2 separate regions of the Gasterosteus aculeatus genome follow, and region 1 is linked to region 2. The links are chromatin contacts, called in public Hi-C maps. All regions are on one chromosome and are shown on one strand. Each heading gives the region's core, a stretch centred on a gene start, on an enhancer-like site or on the middle of the called end of the contact. The rest is flanking DNA. Distances are from core to core; before and after follow the strand shown.

What was found. Hi-C and Micro-C count contacts between places; a contact is called where the count stands out from the background.
Region 1: a Hi-C map of liver shows a contact between it and region 2, with 5 times the contacts expected there. The contact joins the enhancer-like site here to the promoter of LOC120815710 in region 2. A contact is called at or near these places in 5 of 6 Hi-C or Micro-C datasets (liver, skeletal muscle, tail fin and 1 more).

Annotation. Positions count from the first base shown.
Region 1 is chr3:11,117,812-11,122,766 of fGasAcu3.hap1.1, reverse strand. It overlaps c8b (complement component 8, beta polypeptide), which reads right to left. Exons shown (of 27, transcript XM_040170563.2): 15 at 2,302-2,351; 16 at 1,945-2,072; 17 at 1,546-1,693; 18 at 376-523; 19 at 154-295; 20 at 1-83. Among protein-coding and RNA genes, the nearest start is that of c8a, 9.9 kb to the left of the region's middle. Within about 2 kb of position 1,961, at least 2 of the 9 cell types and tissues checked have open chromatin away from gene starts, as enhancers often do. A contact at or near this core is called in liver, where this site is marked.
Region 2 is chr3:11,030,275-11,035,558 of fGasAcu3.hap1.1, reverse strand. It overlaps LOC120815710 (SUN domain-containing ossification factor), which reads right to left and starts at 3,707. Exons shown (of 24, transcript XR_013467125.1): 1 at 3,322-3,707; 2 at 585-699; 3 at 247-372; 4 at 1-57. It overlaps dnm3b (dynamin 3b), which reads right to left. Exons shown (of 21, transcript XM_040170614.2): 21 at 4,721-5,284.

The DNA.
Region 1 (4,955 bases), core at 712-3,211, 89 kb before region 2:
CGATGTAATGCGGCAGGCAGCTGCCGGCGTAGTATCTGTTATCCAGCACCACTCCCCCGAGGTTACTGTTCAAGATGTTGATTCTGAAAGATAAGTAGCGGCGGCGTTTAACGGCGGGCAGATCGATTTTGAGGACTCACGTGGCGGACTCACCCTTTGGCGAGGTTCTCGATCCCCCAATACTCCTCGGCCTCCGAGCTACAGGGCTTCGGAACGTTCTTACAGCCGGCTTCATCCGACATGTCCCCACAGTCGTCCTCCCCGCTGCACTGCAGAGTTCTGGGGATGCAGCGACCTGACGGAGAGCAAGGAGGTGGACGGCATTGCGACACAAACACCCTAAAATCCATAGTTGGGGCCGGATGTGGGAGATACCTGTTTGGTTGCAGAGGAATCCCTCACACAAAGGAACAGTGACACAGGTGTAGTGTGCTGGAACGGCACAGGCCTCCTCCTCCTCGCCATAAAAGTTGCACGGCTGCCCTCCAAACTGGGATGGCTGGTCCAGTTTGGCATAGCGAAACTATGAAGACAAACACATAAACCGTTGGAGGAACAGAGAGGAAAAGCTCGCCTCTACTCAACGAAGGTGGTAGAAAGTGCTCCAGGGAACTATTACAGCCGAAATCCCATTAGAGGGCTGTTTTCACTTTGTCATGTCAAGGTTATTAATCCCCCCTCCTTGTAAAGTGGATGAAATAGAACGCTGAAGTACATCAGCCGAGACCTTTGCCAGCAGAGGAGCCCACAGAAAAACAGCACTCAGGAGTCAGCATGTCGGATGCCTCAGTCTGCACGATTATCTTACAATCCGAGCGCTGAATCTCGTCTTTCTGTATCAGAAATCTTATCTGTCTAATACCAATGTTACAACATGAACATTGGTATGAGACATAAAATATGTATAGCTCACTGCAGTGCACAAAACCTGTAGTCAAATGGGCCGCATTGACTGCGGCTATGCACTTATTGTTACTCGCTCTGGATAAAAGCGTCAGCTAAATTACATGAAATGTAATGGTTCTTCTTTGATTAAATTGCTAGATTGGGAAATACATTTTCTATTATTTCAAGATTACGTGACCTGAACAATAAATAGCACGGCACAAATCCCCCATTTATATAGCGATTTGTTATTTTTACACATGAATTGACTAACAAATGAGTTGGTGGATGCATTTGGTTGCTCCAGGCTAGTGTTCCTCCTGTGTATCTAGTCTATATGCTATGCTAAGTTAGCTAGCTTCTGGGTGCTGCTTTTTATTTACCAAAATGGGAGAGTGATACCAAACTCTCTGCAACAAAGCGTACTCCCAAAAAATGTTCCTTCCTTCTGCCATATTGGATGCAAGGGTTGAGCAGCACATGAAGTGAGGGACATCCGATGACCATCAACACACGTTCAATGTTGAATTCTGTGGTCACACCATCTCCCTCAATGAGCTTTTCATTTAAACATTTGCAATGGGTGGTTTTATTGTGTCTTGTGTCCTGATAGCATGTATTAAAGCTGGTGTTACCATAGTCTGGTGTTACCATACTCACTCTTTTCTTCTGGCAGACGTCACAGCGCGACCACGAGCTCCACCCAGACAGAACACAGTCCACGGGATGAACGACCACCTGATCGGCCGCCGAGCGAGCCTGACGAACACTGGGCTCCTCGTTGTCCGCTTTCGTCACGGCAACATAACTGGGGCAAATTGCTTCAAAGTAACATTCGTGTACTGACACACATTCTCAGCAGATTCGGAAGTGGAAAAGTTTTATTGTCTCAAAAATAACAAATGGCTGTCAAGTTCGGGTCGTGGTGGAACACAGATAAAGACACAGATATAGATGTTAGACAGGATTTAGGGAGGATTTCAAGCCTTTTTTTAAACTGTGTTGGAGGTTAACATTAAAATATCAGCCGTCGATTACCAAACAGATGGAAAAACCTACCTTAGCAGCACCAAAGTAACACAGAGCAGACAGCAGTGAGAAGTGAGCGCACTCATCCGTACCACCACAGCCAGCATGGTTGTATGTTGTGCCTGACAGCGAGCGAGGAGAAGACACTGCTCAGCTCCCTATGTAAACACGCACGGATCAATACCGACCCGCACGTGAACTCAGTGCCGCAACACACGCAGAAGTGGAGCCGAATGCACAAGACGGCAGACGTCGGTGCCACTTGACAAGGCGTCGTGGGATTAGGTTTTTGTGTCAGTGTGCGATGGACACACAGGTGTGACATCAGGTTCATGCTGCAGAGGGGAAAACGTGTCCAATTCCGTGCTCTAATCATCTCTATCTGACTGTGTGAGTAGGGATGTAGCTGTGGACGTATCTAGGTAGATGATTTACAGCTGGACAGAGGGGGGCCGGAAAGCTTTATAGACCCCCAGCGTCAAGGTTGTAGAGATATAGAGACAGAAGAGCCTTTGCCAGAGTGAGGATGGCAAAGGCTCAGGGGGAGATAGTGTAAGAAGGCCTCATGCGTGTGTGTGTATGTGTGTGTGTGTGTGTGTGTGTGTGTGTGTGTGTGTGTGTAGGCGCTGGGAGACAGAGGGGAGAGAGGGGGGGGTCAGCGAGATAGGGTCAACCCACCAGAATGACGGAGCCAGGCTGTCATCAACATACCAGAAATGGGGGTCTGGTGAAGAGGGGGGAGAATAACGGGAAGATAGTTACGCAGTCAGGATAGAGGGGGAAGGTTTCACTCAATCCAATGATCAAAGGAATGCATTAACTGTTTCATCGGATTGTAAAGGGTCTTTCTGATGATAAGGAGCTTGCTTTATTTGAGTGTGTGTTGCTCCAATAAATCTCTGCGGACTGTGGCTTCTCACCGCGAGTCAGATGGATGGAAGTCAACGAGTTGTGAATGTGAAAGAAAATAGTTACAACTGCAAAGAATAATTTCACAAAATAAGGTAATTGACATACTTAAGCCAGGAGCTCTGCTTGGTTATTTAAACTCAATTGTATGTCAATTGTAGAAATGGGATCAATTGGAAATGCAAAGAAAACATATGCTACAATAATGATATATGAAAATGGAGGAAAATAACGGCTTTGCGATGAAGTAAATTCCTGTAACAGAGTTAAACCATTGAAATTGTGTTTGTGTATTTTTGACCTTTAAACTTCACCTTGTCTGCTTTTGGATTTCACAAAGTGACACAACTGATGTTTACTGACCCTGTGAAAATCAACATAAGGGTTAACCTAATAAAACACACTGCTAGTCCTGAAATGACTCAGAATGTAATTATAACACATATATGTTGTCCTTGGAGGACGCACAGTGGGATGTGATTAGTTGATCTATGATTGTGAGGTAATACTTGGTGAAAAGTAATTACTACACCTCTCAGAACTGTTCAAATGTTCCACTATTTCTAAACAAAAGGAAATAAATATGTGCAGCAAAACTTAATATTTATTTTACTTTCCAACACATTAATTATCTAAAGACGCCTAATCTTGTGAGTCTTTAAACAGATTAATTAGTAACAGCGGCCAGTGTTATAATGAACACTTACTTTTTGATACTCAGTGTATTTGCTTTGAAAAACTACTTTTAATTATTAAGCAATTAAATCAATACGAGTGACAAAGCACATTCACCTGGCGGCAGGGATCGACTGCATGGATTAGTTTGAGAAGAGCAGCCTCTGTTGGCTGCCGGAGTGACCTTTACTACAATGAATGAAAGAGAGGTGGGAATCACATGATATTTTATTTGTGACTGAACAGTGGCATGGGTACAGTGTATGGGGAAGTCATAGACGTACAAAAGTCCTTTTTTTTCATGACAACTCTTAATTCCATAAATAAAATTTACAAAATATTTTGGACTATTTCTCATTTTTCTTACACAAGCAGGGAACAGTTACCATTTGTTATTGTAAGACTAGCAGATTATATTGATATCTCTATTGTTCATATTATATAAAGTTGCCTTTCCTTTTGACCATTTTGATTCAGTGGAGCAGACCTACAATATGCCCAAGTGCTTAGTTACAACGATGACCTGTTTACTGTATACAAATGACCCGACAAGAACAGTGACTGGACAACAAAAACAAACCTGATAAGGCATAGAAATGCTTTCTACTGTCTTCAAGCTCAAGGTTATTAAGTCAGTGTGGACTTACTTTGCTTATATTATCGAAGAAACAAAACATAGATATGATTCAAAGAGGCAAATTGTAAACAATGCGACCTCAGCTGGAAATGTAGAATATCTAAAAAACAAAAAGATGCAGTAAAGTGTGCCTCCTATCAACTAAATAGAAAAACCTGAAACTCCCTTTCAAACCCTTCCTTTCTTTCGAGCTGGAAATGTGAGTGAGACAGGTACAGCGGGCTTTATTTTGAATGACCATGTAACACAGATTCACAGTTCAAATCTCAACAACCGAACAGAAACAAGGATGTGTTTGCGAATCCCAAAAGAAACGGCTGCAGAAGCAAAACAAACATCCAGACGTCAATAATGGAGGTGCTGGTAGGGCATTGCTTGAGAGAAACACAGGCAGTTGGCATCCAAGAGGCAGAGAGCTATCTTATGGCACAGAGGCTCAGGTATCGGGGGACTGGGCAGATTCTTATTTACAAAATAGATGTTTGGCAAAGTTTCCTCTTTGATGCCTTAAAGTCATTTCGATACCTCTGACGACTCGACGTCATCGACTAAGAATTCACAGCTTATAAAATAAGAAAAGAGAAATCAAAACCTGTTGTTTTTTTTTGTTTTGTTTTTTTAATCCGTTCCAGTTGTAGAAGGAAGCTGCAGAGAGTCCGCTGAGTCCACGTTAAGTCTGTTCATGCAAGTGGACGAGTCGCTGCAGCAACACTTTGAGAACATTTAGCAAACCTGTCTGCTGTGCGCAGTCTCCGCTGGTGGCGCGCGACAAAGGCCGACCACATACAGTTGCACGCTGCTCCTCGTAGAAGGTTCCAAA
Region 2 (5,284 bases), core at 2,458-4,957:
AATGTCTTTGTCTGTCTCCAACTCTTCCTCTCCAGCTGGCTCCTCTACTTCAAAGGCCTGATGGATAAACATAGAGAAACTGGAACTGTGCAAAGAAATATTAAAACCGTTGGCCCATTAGCCAGAGTTGGATTCACCAACCAGACCCTTAAAGTGTCGTCTTTGAAATGATCATTCATTCATATTAAACAAATGTCACAGCAGAAAAGTGCTTTGGGGAATTTACAAACTTAAATAATACTGTACCTCTATGTATTGATTTTTATCCTCATCCACTTCTTGTGTTTTCTGCTCCTCTACTTGCCAATGCCTCTCAATGAACTGCTCATTTTCAGATAAGGCGTGGGCCGCTAGGACACCGTTTTCCTCAACCTAAAGATTAACCCATACAAATAGATTACGTTGACGCCATGAAAGGGGACGGTTCAGTCACAGGAGAAAAATAATCCTAGTGATGCCATTATGTTACTACTAGAAATCCCATTCGGGTCTAGTATTACAGCAGGTTTACTGTGTGCTGTATGGTCACATGAGTTTATTATACACCTGTGGGTAGTTAGATGATAACATGCAGCTGATGCTACCTTGTGATGACGACTCTTTTCCCCCGACTCTTCCTCCGAACCGACGTCCTGTGAGGACACTGTCCTCTGGGCCTCTTGGAGCGACTCTGTGCAACCGACATAACAACAAAAGCACCTGCGAGACGAAGGAGAAAGAAAATCAGTGTCACGGTAACATGCGAGGCCATAGGCCAATTATTTAGGTTTAACTGTAGAGATATCAAACGTGTCTGTTTGTTTCAAACACCACAGTTCTCATGCTGTGATGTGACAGAAATAATGCTCAGGTTCACTGGAACTGTGCTCACTGCTGACAGGAAAACAACAACAACAATTAGCAGGAACAAGGCTTTAAATGTCTGCAATAATAATGGAAATTCCTGCGGGGAAAAGATCCTCGTTGAACCGTCTCAAAGGCCCCACTTCGACAGAGATGGCAAACTTGTCAACAATCCGTGGAATTATCTGGATTTGATCCTTGTTTCCAGGTCAAGCGCTCAACTTGGCCCACGGCCACGTCACCAGCCGGCTGGTGCAACTGCTTTGTTGATCGGACTTTAGGGGCCAGACTGGCGAGAGACATTTCAGCAAACAACAGAGACATTGTTTTCTAACTGAAAAACCCCTAAAAGCAGCATGGATGGTGTTAAGGCATCATTTTCTCAATAATAAAACAGGCAGAGTGAAAGCAGAGACTTTAGAGAGAAGATGCTAGAAAAAAAACGGGAATGTTTTCTAGGTGTTCCCTTCATGTTGACATGGATATTCCTCTGTGGGCGAGCCCACTGCACTGTACTTACAGTGGAGTTTAACAAAAGATACAAAGATCATGTGTATGTGGCACATCTCTGAGTGACCCGAGTGTCTCAACTCACGTGTCACATGACGCGATGCATCACTGATTACTCCCATTTTCAACTTGTGTAATAACGTGATAAGATGATTTAGTACGTGGCACTATGCCGTCACGTATATGGCAATAATTTTTTTCATGCACTACGCACCTTTCATACAATCAAGAAACGGTCTAACCGAAGCTCTGTTTCAAAGATGAAAAAATGACACTGGTCACAATCCTAATAAGGACTTTAAAGCTGACGAAGGAAAGGAATTCATATTAGAGACAGAACAATTCATCTATATTGCGACAGTGATTCATGATATCGTTTTCTCTTGACATGAAGGCACCAGCATATTGCATGTCTGGATCACGATAATAGTACATAATTAATTTCTGTAAAAAATAACCCTAAATGGTTAAATATAACCAAATATTAAAAAGGCATAAGTCTCGAATTTAGTAAAATCTCGGGTGGTCGCCACTCTCACAGTAAAAACAGGCCAATCCTATTTGAGATCGACTTTAGTTAATTTTTAAGAAAATTATCCAGTCAAGAAAATAATTAACAGTCAGTTCCACCATTGCTTCCTTTTCTGAATGAAGTGTCCCAGTTTGCTATTCCAGGTGATCAACAAGCACTTCAGCCCCATTTTTAAAGCAGCTGTTTCACATACAACAGCAGGGTAAATTAAATTGAATTAAATATAGAACCATTCTATTTAATGTCACTGACCGTCCATTGAGTCAGCCTTCACAATACCACGGGCCACCTAAATGGAACAGGGGCCATAATCAATGTCAACAAGTATAGCGGTGTTTTACCCTACAAACAGTAAGTTAACATCAATAAACTGACAGAATTGCTCAGCTTCTTCTTTCTCATCTTACTGAATGATGCCAGGGCTGCACAGTTAATCAAAATTGCAATATGGCCTGAGGCAACTTTTAAATCGCATTAGGCCCAATAATTGTTAAGAACAAAATGTACGTCAACATACAAGTCAACATTAAATACTGTCGTGGTGCAGAAATGTCCTGGCTTCTACTGACACATGGAAACATCGGTGTTCAATACAGATCACAGAAGAAACTACGACATCGCACCCTTAAAAGTGAGAATGATTATGTCGTTCATACACAATAATAAGACAAAAAGAAATTGCAATTAGATTATTGATTTTGTTTTTTCAAAACTTGTTCAGCCCACAATTGAACCATCGGCAGAGGCAGACTTCAAAAAGATCCTTATGATTACCACAGCTTTAACGAGAAGCTGTGCTGGTGAAAGTAGGTCAGGTCAACAACATGGATCTTAACACCCACAATAACACGCCGTCCCTCTCCTCTCCATCTCAAGCACAGCAGTCCGCGTGTGCTGCAGCGACCCTCAAAATCACCCTACATAATGTCCCTGTGTGCTGCCTGTAACGTGATGACCTCCAGCTGTCAAGAGGACAGTGGACAGTGGAGCCCCCCCACCACCACCCTGACAGGAGCTGAACAACCGAATGACAGTGACTTAACTTAAAGTCTCCAGTGGCGGCTACGACTTGTGTTAGCTAACGTTAGCTTAATAGTTAACTAGCGTTAATCGCCCCGTAACTTAAGTACGATGCACTTTCACGTGGAGGAAGTTACACCCGTTCGACGGTTCACCATCTTTGACGTTGTACACGTTGCATTTGCTACAAGGCTAACGCTAGCCGTGTTAATCCTAGCTGACGTCAACGAGTAAAAGTAACGACACCGCTGATCAGCAACTCGAGCTAAACGCAAGTCAGAAGTCAGCCAGGCGCCACATCGCAGCGTCTCGTTAGCTTAGCCAGCTAACGAAACACTTTGTAACCCCCTTGAGTTGAATGCGTTTTACAGTCACTGACGTGACAATGCGACTCGGCTCGAATGAAGTGAACTCACCAACAGAGTACAGTCACACACAGCCACACTGACACAACTCGCCACAACTGCGGTTTCATCTTCATCCCTCTCCGGCCGGGACGGACATCCTCGCTGTGACGTTACTCGGAAATGGGGTTTGTCTCCCGCTGCGGGCGAGCGCACTCCGGAGTTGTGTAGGATATAAATTCACCCGCCACTTCCTGTTGACTTAACTTAGATAACGCTAGCCGCTTCTCCGGTGAAGTGTGATGCTAACAACTGTCACACATACACACAACCTGCTGTTGCCTATGCCGATTGTCGGTGCGTATCAGCGGGCGACTCAACCGTCCAATCAGAAGACAGAGAGGCGGGTGCGCAGTTTAAACTGAGCATGTGGAAGGGGCGTTTGTTTCGATGGGAACGGTCGCCTGCGTGGGCGGCGCTGCTTTTAGTGACGTGTTTTGTGTCGACGACTCCTTTTACAAGTCACCACGGTTGCGATGATTACAATCACGATGTCCAAATAGCATGTCATAACTTTATTGTTCATCCGGGTCAATCCAAAAAGGTCACAAGGTCTGATCTGGTAGTGGGACTTTATTTCCTCATGTTTTCACCAAAAAATATATACTGCAGTAACCTGATATTGAATCCAGGCTGTCTTACAAATTGCATGTTTACGTTGAGGTCACTAGATGGAGCCAACAGAGCAACATTCAAAGCAATTCTTTTAATCCCCTCGGTGAGGGCCACGAAACTAACTACTAGTCTAACGCCCAGTGAAAGGGTGCACCTCCTACATGAAAAATCTCACACCCTCACACTATCTACTATGTGATCATTTCAATTACTGTAACCACACAGCATACGAGCATTCACCTTATAAGACGTATTAGGACATATAGGACGGATATAATAACTTGATCAGCATCCAACATGCCAGCTGTTGCTGTTGATCATTGCAGTGCCCGTTTATCCCAATCAAGCAACATTGAACTGAAATAGTTTGTCCATTTTTTAAATCCCTTAACCACTGGAACAACTGTACACTCAGTAAGGTCTCTGCTGCCATCATGTGGCTTCCCAGCCATAGCGGGCTAAGATTCCTCGGTAATCCTATAGATGTAATATTAAATGAGTTGGTTTGGTCTTTCAAAGTACGCAGTTTGCATAGTACGCATCAGCCACAAAGAAAGCCACTAACATATATTGAAAATTTACTATTGTATTGCATCCCTTATATCGAATACATTAATGGTGTTTGATAGGGTGAGGAACATTGTGCTTGCAAAATAGCAAAGTATGTTTAACTTCATATTCAGACTTTTAGGAGGAGACAATCCTTATTTTTAATTTAAATAATTTAGCGTGTACTTGTTTTACTAGGTTATTAAACCTACCGGCTTCTACAGTAAAGACTGTGTTGACAAAGTGAGACATTATGAGGAAGAAGTTTATTGAGGAGCGATACAGAGACACAAAAAAATAACAACCGATGCAATTCCCCGGTTTAATATTATGCCCTCTGCTAAACAATGCCATCTCACTACAACTAGAACCATTTCCTTGTTGATTTGATGAATTATTTTCAACTTTCCAATTCTCTTTCTACATTTAGCTTTGGCAATACAGAAGTGTAACTCATGCCAGTAAGGCAGTCTAAATCAGAGAGAAGAGAGCATTTAGTGAATAGAGACACAGAGAACGATTAAAGCGCTAGGATCCTCGATGAGGTCTTAATAGTCCACAGGTACAGTATCTCCTTATCATTGCCTATATACATCAGAAAAACAGTTTAGGCCCACATACACAATAACAAACTGACAGAGAAGCACTTGAACATTGACAATACCGCCTTAAGCTCTGATGGAGATGCTGACCAACTAGCCCGGATGGTTGTGAGGGAAATACGAGAGACTATAGAGTTGAGAAGGGAGCGCTAGTTTGGGATGGCCAAGGGGTTGCAAGTTTCAAACCTGAGAAAAAGTCTAGATGGAAA